Linked DNA regions of Mus musculus: region 1 is linked to region 2. Evidence: chromatin contacts called from public Hi-C data. All regions are on one chromosome and are shown on one strand. Each heading gives the region's core, a stretch centred on a gene start, on an enhancer-like site or on the middle of the called end of the contact. The rest is flanking DNA. Distances are from core to core; before and after follow the strand shown.

Region 1 (3,799 bases), core at 43-2,542, 200 kb after region 2:
AGGAACTGGGAGGGAGAAGAAAGGAGAGACTGACGTCCTGCTATATCCTTCAAAGGCATGCTGTAACAGCCTAAATAACCCACACCCAGTCCAACCTCATAAAGTTCCACTCCCCCAGACTTCACCGAGATCGCCACACTGAGGTCTAAGAAGAGGTTGGGGGCAATGCAAAGGCAGGTCCATGTAACTCAGATCTCAGTCTCCTCATGCCTTATGAAGTAGATCACCCCCGAGAACAGAGGCTTGCCACAGGAGCCTGTCCATAGCTGATGCCATGCTGTGTGAAAATGCAGGGACTCAGTGTGTGATTGGCAACATGGGCCTGGGCCTCACAGGGCAAGACAGATAGAAACCCAGATTGGTGAATAACCCACATTGCGGTGAAAATTGAAACCGCAGGAGCAGATATGATCACTGAAGAAGGAGGCAAAGGGAGAGGAGAGGCCAGGGCAGGCCTGCAGGATGATGAAAGGACCCAGGAAGGGGGTTACAGGCTGAACAGATCAGGCCAGAGAGAAAACTATTAGTTAGACATGTGATGGATGATCACTGGCTAGCATTGAGGGGTGTGTGTGTGTGTGTGTGTGTGTGTGTGTGTGTGTGTGAGTGTGTGGTGGGGAGGGTGAATCCAGACTGAAATACTATGACATGTGGAGATACCAGGCTGCAAATACTGACCTCCAATTTTCAAATTTCAACACTAGAATAAACACTGTCACTGATGCAGTAAAGGTCTGCGACTGCTCCTCTTGTTTTCTGGATAAGAAAGGATCTGAGCATTTGGAAGCGGGTGTCAATGCGCTGGCTACACATGTGTGTGTTGCTGCAGCTGGCCACCCTGCCACTTCACACAGAGAAAGTTCCTTGCTGAATGTGCAGGGTGTGTTGTTGTAGAGGGCCTCCTTAAAAAAATATTATGAGCCCTCTGCAGGATGGTACAAAACAACAACTCATTATTTACATAAAGAGGAACTAGGTCCTGCCTCCTGTGGTTGGAAACTATGCACTGTTTTTATAACGTTTTAATGTCCACAGCCCACAGAGCACAACAAAGGACCCTGACTCCATTCCATGCACATCGTGCCCCCATCTGTGAAAAATAACCAGTTCTAATGTGTTTTAATCTTAACCTTTTTTTCTGAGTTTTCGTTTTTCTGTCTCGTTCTGTCCTATTTCACTGAAGAGGGCAAGATTGGAAGGAATCCATTCAGAGTTAACATCAGTCATGTGTGGTATCATTGGCTAATAAATCCAGGAAGTAGAGGCAGGAGGATAGCCTGAGCTAAAGCCAGACTGTCTCAGGAAAACAAAACACCAAGAAAGGACCAGCTGATGAGGAAGCAGTTTGGCCAGCACTGCTGCCTTTGTAGCTGGGCCACAGATAAAGGCAGTCATACCTGCAGCCTAGGGTGGGGCCTCCCTGGATATTTCCTCATCCATACAGATGGTGTGAGCACTTGCTCAGCTCCTATGTAACCTTAGTGTCCAGTGAGACTCTTTGTAAAAGGGTTTTCTTCCTAAAAGGAAATGCCAAATAAGAAATCTTTGCAAAGTGCTCAGTATTCTATTTTTCTGAATTATCTTTGCTGACTATTCACATGTGACTTGAAATCCTAAATTTCTATCTGTAGAAGTTTTTGTTGACTTGTAAGCACTTTGATAAAAGACATGGGTGAATTTATTTTTAAAAAAAGCATGTCAGCTATATGTGTACTACCCCTGTGTGCAGACTCACTACTCCTGTGTGCAGGCTCACTACCCTTGTGTGCAGGCTCACTACCCTTGTGTGCAGGCTCACTACCCTTGTGTGCAGGCTCACTACCCTTGTGTGCAGGTGCACTACCCTTGTGTGCAGGTGCTCCCTGTGAGCATAGGTTTTACCTTTACAAAGTTATTGAGAAGGACACTGCAATTGCAGCATCAGTGAGATGAAGCAGGAGCACTGCTCTGATTCAGAGGCCAGCCTGGGCTACATAGGAAGTGCTGGGCCAGCCTGGGCTATATAGGAAGTGCTGAGCCAGCCTGGGCTATATAGGAAGTACTGGGCCAGCCTGGGCTACATAGGAAATACTGGACCAGCTAAGGGAATGTGGCACAACCCTGCCTCAAACAAAAATTAAATAAGAATTTAAAAACAGGAGGCTATCATTTAAACTTTGGGTTTAAGTAGTTTTAGTGGAGTCACTAGGAGACTTGCCTTAACATCTATTATAGTAAGTTATTGGAGAGAAACATTGCTCTGTGGGGCTGCGGAGATGGATCAGTGCTTAAGAGCACTGGCTGCTCTTATAGAGAGCATTGGTTGGATCCCATCACTCAACTGTGGCTCACAAGTATGTATAACTCCAGTTCCAGGGGGTAGGACACCCTCTTCTGACCTCCAAGAATATCAGCCATGCATGTGGCTCATACACATATATGTAGACAAAACACTCATACACATTAAAAGGCAAACGTGAAAGAAGGAAGGAACACGAGCAAGCCAGCAGTTTGTCCCCGAGGAGATGCAGCACTGTCTTTCTGGGTCTGGGTCACGTCACTTATGTACTGTTTCCAGTTCTCTGTTTACTTACAGATCATGACTTCATTTTTCTGAAAGATGAATAGAATTCCACTGTGTCTATGTACTACATCTTCATTATCCATTTCTCAGCTGAGGGACATCTGGGTTGTTTCCATTTCCTGGATATTTCGAATAGAGCAGTAGTGAACAAGGCTGAGCGTGGAGCTGTAGAGTAGGATATCAGGTCCTCTGGGGATACGCTCAGGAGTGGTGTAGCTGAGGCATATAGTAGACCTGCTTTTGGATTTTTAAAAATTCTCCACACTAATCTCCAAGTGGTTCCTATAGTTTGCCATCCAACCAACAATGCATGATGAGTCCTGTTTCCTCACATCGTTACATAATGTTAACACCAATTAACATGTGGATGTGGATGGGGAAAGTGTCACTGGCCCCTACCCAAGATGAAGAGCTTCAAGCAATCAACAGCTACTATGTTTATATCATCTGTGAGATAGACAAAGAGAATTGGCTTTCATTAGGTATGATCCTCAGACTGGTTATCTAATCCCAGATGGTTAGCCATAAACATATAAATACAAACATCACAAATGGACTCATAAATTGTATGTGTGTCTCTGTGTCTGTGTGTACATGTGTATGTATCTGTATGTATGTGTATGAATGTATGTGTGCATGTGTATGTGTGCATGTGTATGTGTGCATATGTGTATGTATGTGTGTATGTGTATATATGTGTATGAATATGTGTGTGCATATGTGTATGTATGTGTGTATGTGTATGCATGTATATCTGTGTGCATATGTATGTGTGCAGATGTGTATGTGTCTGTGTATATGTGTGTATATGTATATGTGCATGTATATGTGTGTTTGTGTATGTCTGAGTGTGTGCATGTATATGTGTTCATATGTGTGTATATGTGTCTACGTGTGTATGTATGTATTAATGTGTGTATGCATGTGTGTGCGTGTGTATATGTGTATTTATGTGTATGAATGTCTGCATGTATGTGTGTGTGAGTGTGTACATGTGTATATGTGCATATATGTGTGTCTGTATGTATGTGTATGTGTGTATGTTTATGTGTGTGTATGTTTGTGTAGTGTAGGTATGTGTGTGTATATTTTATGTATATATGTGTGTATGTGTAAGAAGAGTGAAGAGGCCATGAATTTGAGAAGGAGTTTGGGGATACATGCAAGGAGATTGGGAGTGCTTAGGGAAGTTTGAGAATGATATAAACACAGAACTCATGCATGATGGTCTAAAAG
Region 2 (4,256 bases), core at 96-2,595:
GCCAGCATGTTAGGGTGGAGGCTTTGAGATATGTGACCGGTCTTGTGATGCTGAGGAAGCCTGGAGGCCAACATAGGCTTCTACATGCAGACACAGGGGCCATGTGTCCTGTGGCCAGAGGTCAGGGAACTGACTTCTTCTGGCAGATGGGAACTGGTTTCACAAGTTCCTGAGGAATGCTGGTTTTTATCTAATGACCAGAAATCCTCCTATCATCCAGATTGAGCTCATGTTGGATGTTTGCACAGCCTGAGTCCTAACTTGACAGACACCAGATCCCCTTGATGCTGAGGCCCCATTCAGGGACCATATCAACCTAAGTATCTCCTCCAAGCCTACAGCCAGTGGCTGATGGAGTAACCTATAACAATGTATCCCTTAAGTAAATGTCTCCTCCAATCCTATGGCCCGTGGCTGATGGAGTAACTTATAACAATGTATCCCTTAAGCCTGTGTATCTTCCTTTGGTCATCCGAATAATAGATGATGGAAGTTCTGACTCCGTGATAAAATACTCACCTGGCCTTTCATAAGGGAACAACTGTGATGTAAATCAACCTTGGACTCAGAGCCACAAAACCAAGGTGGTGTCCTGGATCTGCCTGCAGCCAGTTACATGTTGACCCAGTGCCCCCATGCCCCATGCCTCTTATTCTCATCAGTTAAAAGCAGATAATGATAAAAGTAATTCTGAACTTTAGATGAAATCATGCATCTCAAAGCAACTAACACCCGGCAGCCTCTCTGTAAATGTTTGTCTGAAGCTGAAGGTCTAGTCGGCAAACCACCATTCATCATTCTGGGCCCTAAGCCACTAGTCACTTTACCATTAATTGTACTAAGTGACTTCTGTGGCTGCACACCACCAACACTCTGTCATCTTAATGCAGGTAATTAGTAAGTACCTTTGGTCCTTGAACATGTCCAAATGTGGTGGTTTGAATAAGTATGGCCCTCCTAAACTCATGTGTTTGAAAGCTTGGCCCATAAGGAGTGACACTATTAGGAGGCGTGGCCTTGATGGAGTAGGTGTGGTCTTGGTGGAAAAAGTGTGTCACTATAGAAGCAGGCTTTCACATCGCCTAAGCTCAAGCTATGCAGTCTTTTCCTGCTGCCTGTGGATCGAGATATAGAACCCTCAGTTCCTTCTCCAGCTATGGTCCTTCTCCAGCACCATATCTGCCTATGTGCCATCAAGCATCTTGCCATGATGCTAATAAAATAAACTTCTGAAATGATACGCCAGCCCCAACTAAGTGTTTTCCATTGTATGAGTTCCTGTGGTCTTGGTGTCTCTTCACAGCAATAAACTCTTAAGACACCAAGTTCCCATCATGTGATTTGTAAGTTCTTTAGATGAGCCACACCTCATTCTACTTCTTCTTTAGAATGGGTGGATGTGGTCACTGTCACATGCTTTTCTGTGGCCTTTTCTTTAATGTGATAGTATTACTATCTAAAATACAAAGTGCAGGGACCACATCTTGCCATACTAAATCTGCTCTCATGAATGTGTTATGGTGCTAACTCATCTTTTAGACAATTGAATCCCACACTCAATAGTATTTGCAGACAGAAGTAATTTTCTTACACCAGTTGATGACAGAACTTTGCCCCCCCCCCCCGCCCCCTGCCAAATATCATGGCAGTGGGCCTGACACTTGACAACCAACAGAGGTCAACTGGGAAAGTGAAATGCTGCTCAAGATGCTTCAGAACATTGTAGAGTTTTGGCCACTGTGGAGGCCTGAGGTAGCCAGGATCAGGCTTAAATGAGTTAAAGTTCTTCCTGTGCCATCTTTAAATCCAGGATTGTTCTTCACACATTTGCCTTAAATCAAGGAATGTAAAAAATAAGTCTTGGGTGCTTTCTGGAAAACGAAGCCGGAAGTCTTAATCCTAGCAAGGTTAAGACTCTCCAGCAAGTGGGGCTGGAGAGATGGCTCAGCAGATAAGAGCACCAACTGCTCTTCCAGAGGTCCTGTGTTCAATTCACAGAAACCACTTGGTGGCTCACAACCATCTGTAAGGAGATCTGATGCTCTCTTCTCGTGTGTCTGAAGACAGTGACAGCATACTCATACACATATAATAAATAAATCTTAAAAAAAAAAAAAACATCTCCAGCAAGTTCAAGGCTTGGTTTGGGTACACAGTATGTTTTCGTGAGACCCCGTCTATAGATAGATAGATAGATAGATAGATAGATAGATAGATAGATAGATAGATACATACATACATACATACACACATTACATACATACATACATACATATATACATACATAGGTAGGTAGATAGATAGATACATGCATACATATATACATACATAGATACATAGATATATAGATACATACATAGACAGATATAGATAGATACAAGCATACATATGTACATAGATACATAGATATATAGATACATGCATACATAGATACATATATATATACATAGATATATAGATACATACATAGATACATTATAGATTTATAGATACATACATAGATACATACATAGATAATCTTTTTTCATTCCAGATTCCCATTAGTTTAAGGAAAATTATACATTGAGTTTCTGCTGAGCACCAGTCACTGGCTCAAGGCTTTCCAGCTTTTCCACTCCTCAGAGCACCCTAATGGAGTGGGCAGCATTCCTGTTTCAAAGACACAGAAACTGGGGAGGTTGAATTTGAGGACTACCCTGGAGTTAGTCTCTCTCTGAAGTAAAGCCTGCATGTTCCAAACAGCTCTAACTCTGTCTCAAGATGTGCTTGTTAGAAAAAGCAGAATTCTGCACACGAGGTTGCTTTTCCACAAAATGATCGAGAGCAGTCTGCTCATCAGTGTCTGTAGAGAGTTGGGACAAGTGCCTCTCTGCCTTCAGTGTGAGGTATGATTGATCATCTGGGGGATTGTGAAAATGGATTGTTGAGCTCTCGTTCTCAAATTCAACATATAGATTTCTTTTTTTAAAAAATGTGCATGTGTGTGTTTGGGTGTATGTGCTTGTGAGTACAGTTGTCTGTGGTTGTGAGGCCAGCCAATGCCTATGTTGGGAACCAAACTACTGTCCTGGGGGCAGGAAACAGTTGCTGAGCCACCACTCCGTTTGCTTCTGGCTGAATATCTCACATTATGTCCTCGCTGATGCCTCTTTCCAAAGCACAGTCAGGATCAGTTAGATCTAGGTTGGAATTACAGACTCAAGGGCTAATTTTTGTTCCTGGCCTCTAGCAATAGAATCAAATCTCAGGGGCCAGGAACCAGCCTTCTGGGTCTATGTGGGGTGTTAGTTTGGTTTGTTAACAGTCCCACTCTGTAGCTCAGGCTGGCTGAGAAATCACTTATGTAACCCAGGTTGCTCCTGAACTCTCTCATAGACCCTCCTTTCTTAGCTTCTAGAGTGCTAGGATTAGAGATGTAAGACTCCCAACCTGGCGAGAGTCTTTTAAATAACTACCTGGCTGTTCTGCTCAACGAAGTGTGAATACTGTCATCCAATGGGCCTTTAAATTATTCTTTATCTCACATACAGCCTCATTTTTTAAATGATGCCTCATTCTGAGTGACAGCCATACTGCAGAACCATTTACAACTGACCATTAGCTGCTGTTGTGACCTGCCTCTGTGTTTAAAATGTCCACAAGGGATCTCTCAGCCCACACTTCATAAATAAAAACCAAGCGGGGGAAATGGAACTATTTATTCATTGATTGGTTTTTGAAAAGTCCTCCAGTTATAGCTTTTCCAGTTCATCAAGGGGAAAGAAGCTTCACTGATGATGAGTGGTTGTTTCATTCCACCCCAACAGAGTGAAATCAGGAGAGTGACGCCATTTCCCGAAAGCCACGCCCCTTCCTCTGTACCCCTCCCTCTTTTACCCTCTGCTGCTTTGGTTCCTTGGCCCTAGGAATCGGGAGTTGGGGGGGGGGGGGGAGCTACAGGCTGAAACTGGTGCCCTGCACTTGCAGCAGGGAGGCTGGAGCACTTCAGCTTCCACAGAGGTGGAGAGGTCACACAAAGCAACGTTCAAAGGCTGAGGGCCGGAAGCCAGCCTCATGCTGGGAGGTGCCCAGAAAGATGCAGGTGCTTCCCTCTTTGCGCCTGAGCAGCGGACTCTGAGGGACGCCAGCTGGAGGGGACAAGGAAGGGCATTTATAGTTTCCTTTGCCGCTGGCTCCTTCAAGCACCTCACACGGCACCAGGAGACGAGATGAGAGAGGGGTTGACACAGCTTGAAGAGTTCAGATATCAGTGGCCT

Evidence for each region. A called contact is a pair of places that touch in the nucleus more often than the background predicts.
Region 1: a contact with region 2 is called in a Hi-C map of bone marrow-derived macrophages, with 24 read pairs. The contact joins two enhancer-like sites. A contact is called at or near these places in 1 of 484 Hi-C or Micro-C datasets (bone marrow-derived macrophages) and 2 of 115 datasets of contacts at active chromatin or transcription factors (cardiomyocytes and pancreatic cancer cells).

What each region holds. Positions count from the first base shown.
Region 1 is chr12:117,638,584-117,642,382 of GRCm38.p6, forward strand. All of the region lies in intron 7 of Rapgef5 (Rap guanine nucleotide exchange factor (GEF) 5), which reads left to right. Among named protein-coding and RNA genes, the nearest start is that of Rapgef5, 110 kb to the left of the region's middle. Within about 2 kb of position 1,293, at least 55 of the 459 cell types and tissues checked have an H3K27ac peak or open chromatin away from gene starts, as enhancers often do. A contact at or near this core is called in bone marrow-derived macrophages, where this site is marked.
Region 2 is chr12:117,443,441-117,447,696 of GRCm38.p6, forward strand. No RefSeq gene overlaps it. Among named protein-coding and RNA genes, the nearest start is that of Gm31482, 21 kb to the right of the region's middle. Within about 2 kb of position 1,346, at least 19 of the 459 cell types and tissues checked have an H3K27ac peak or open chromatin away from gene starts, as enhancers often do. A contact at or near this core is called in bone marrow-derived macrophages, where this site is marked.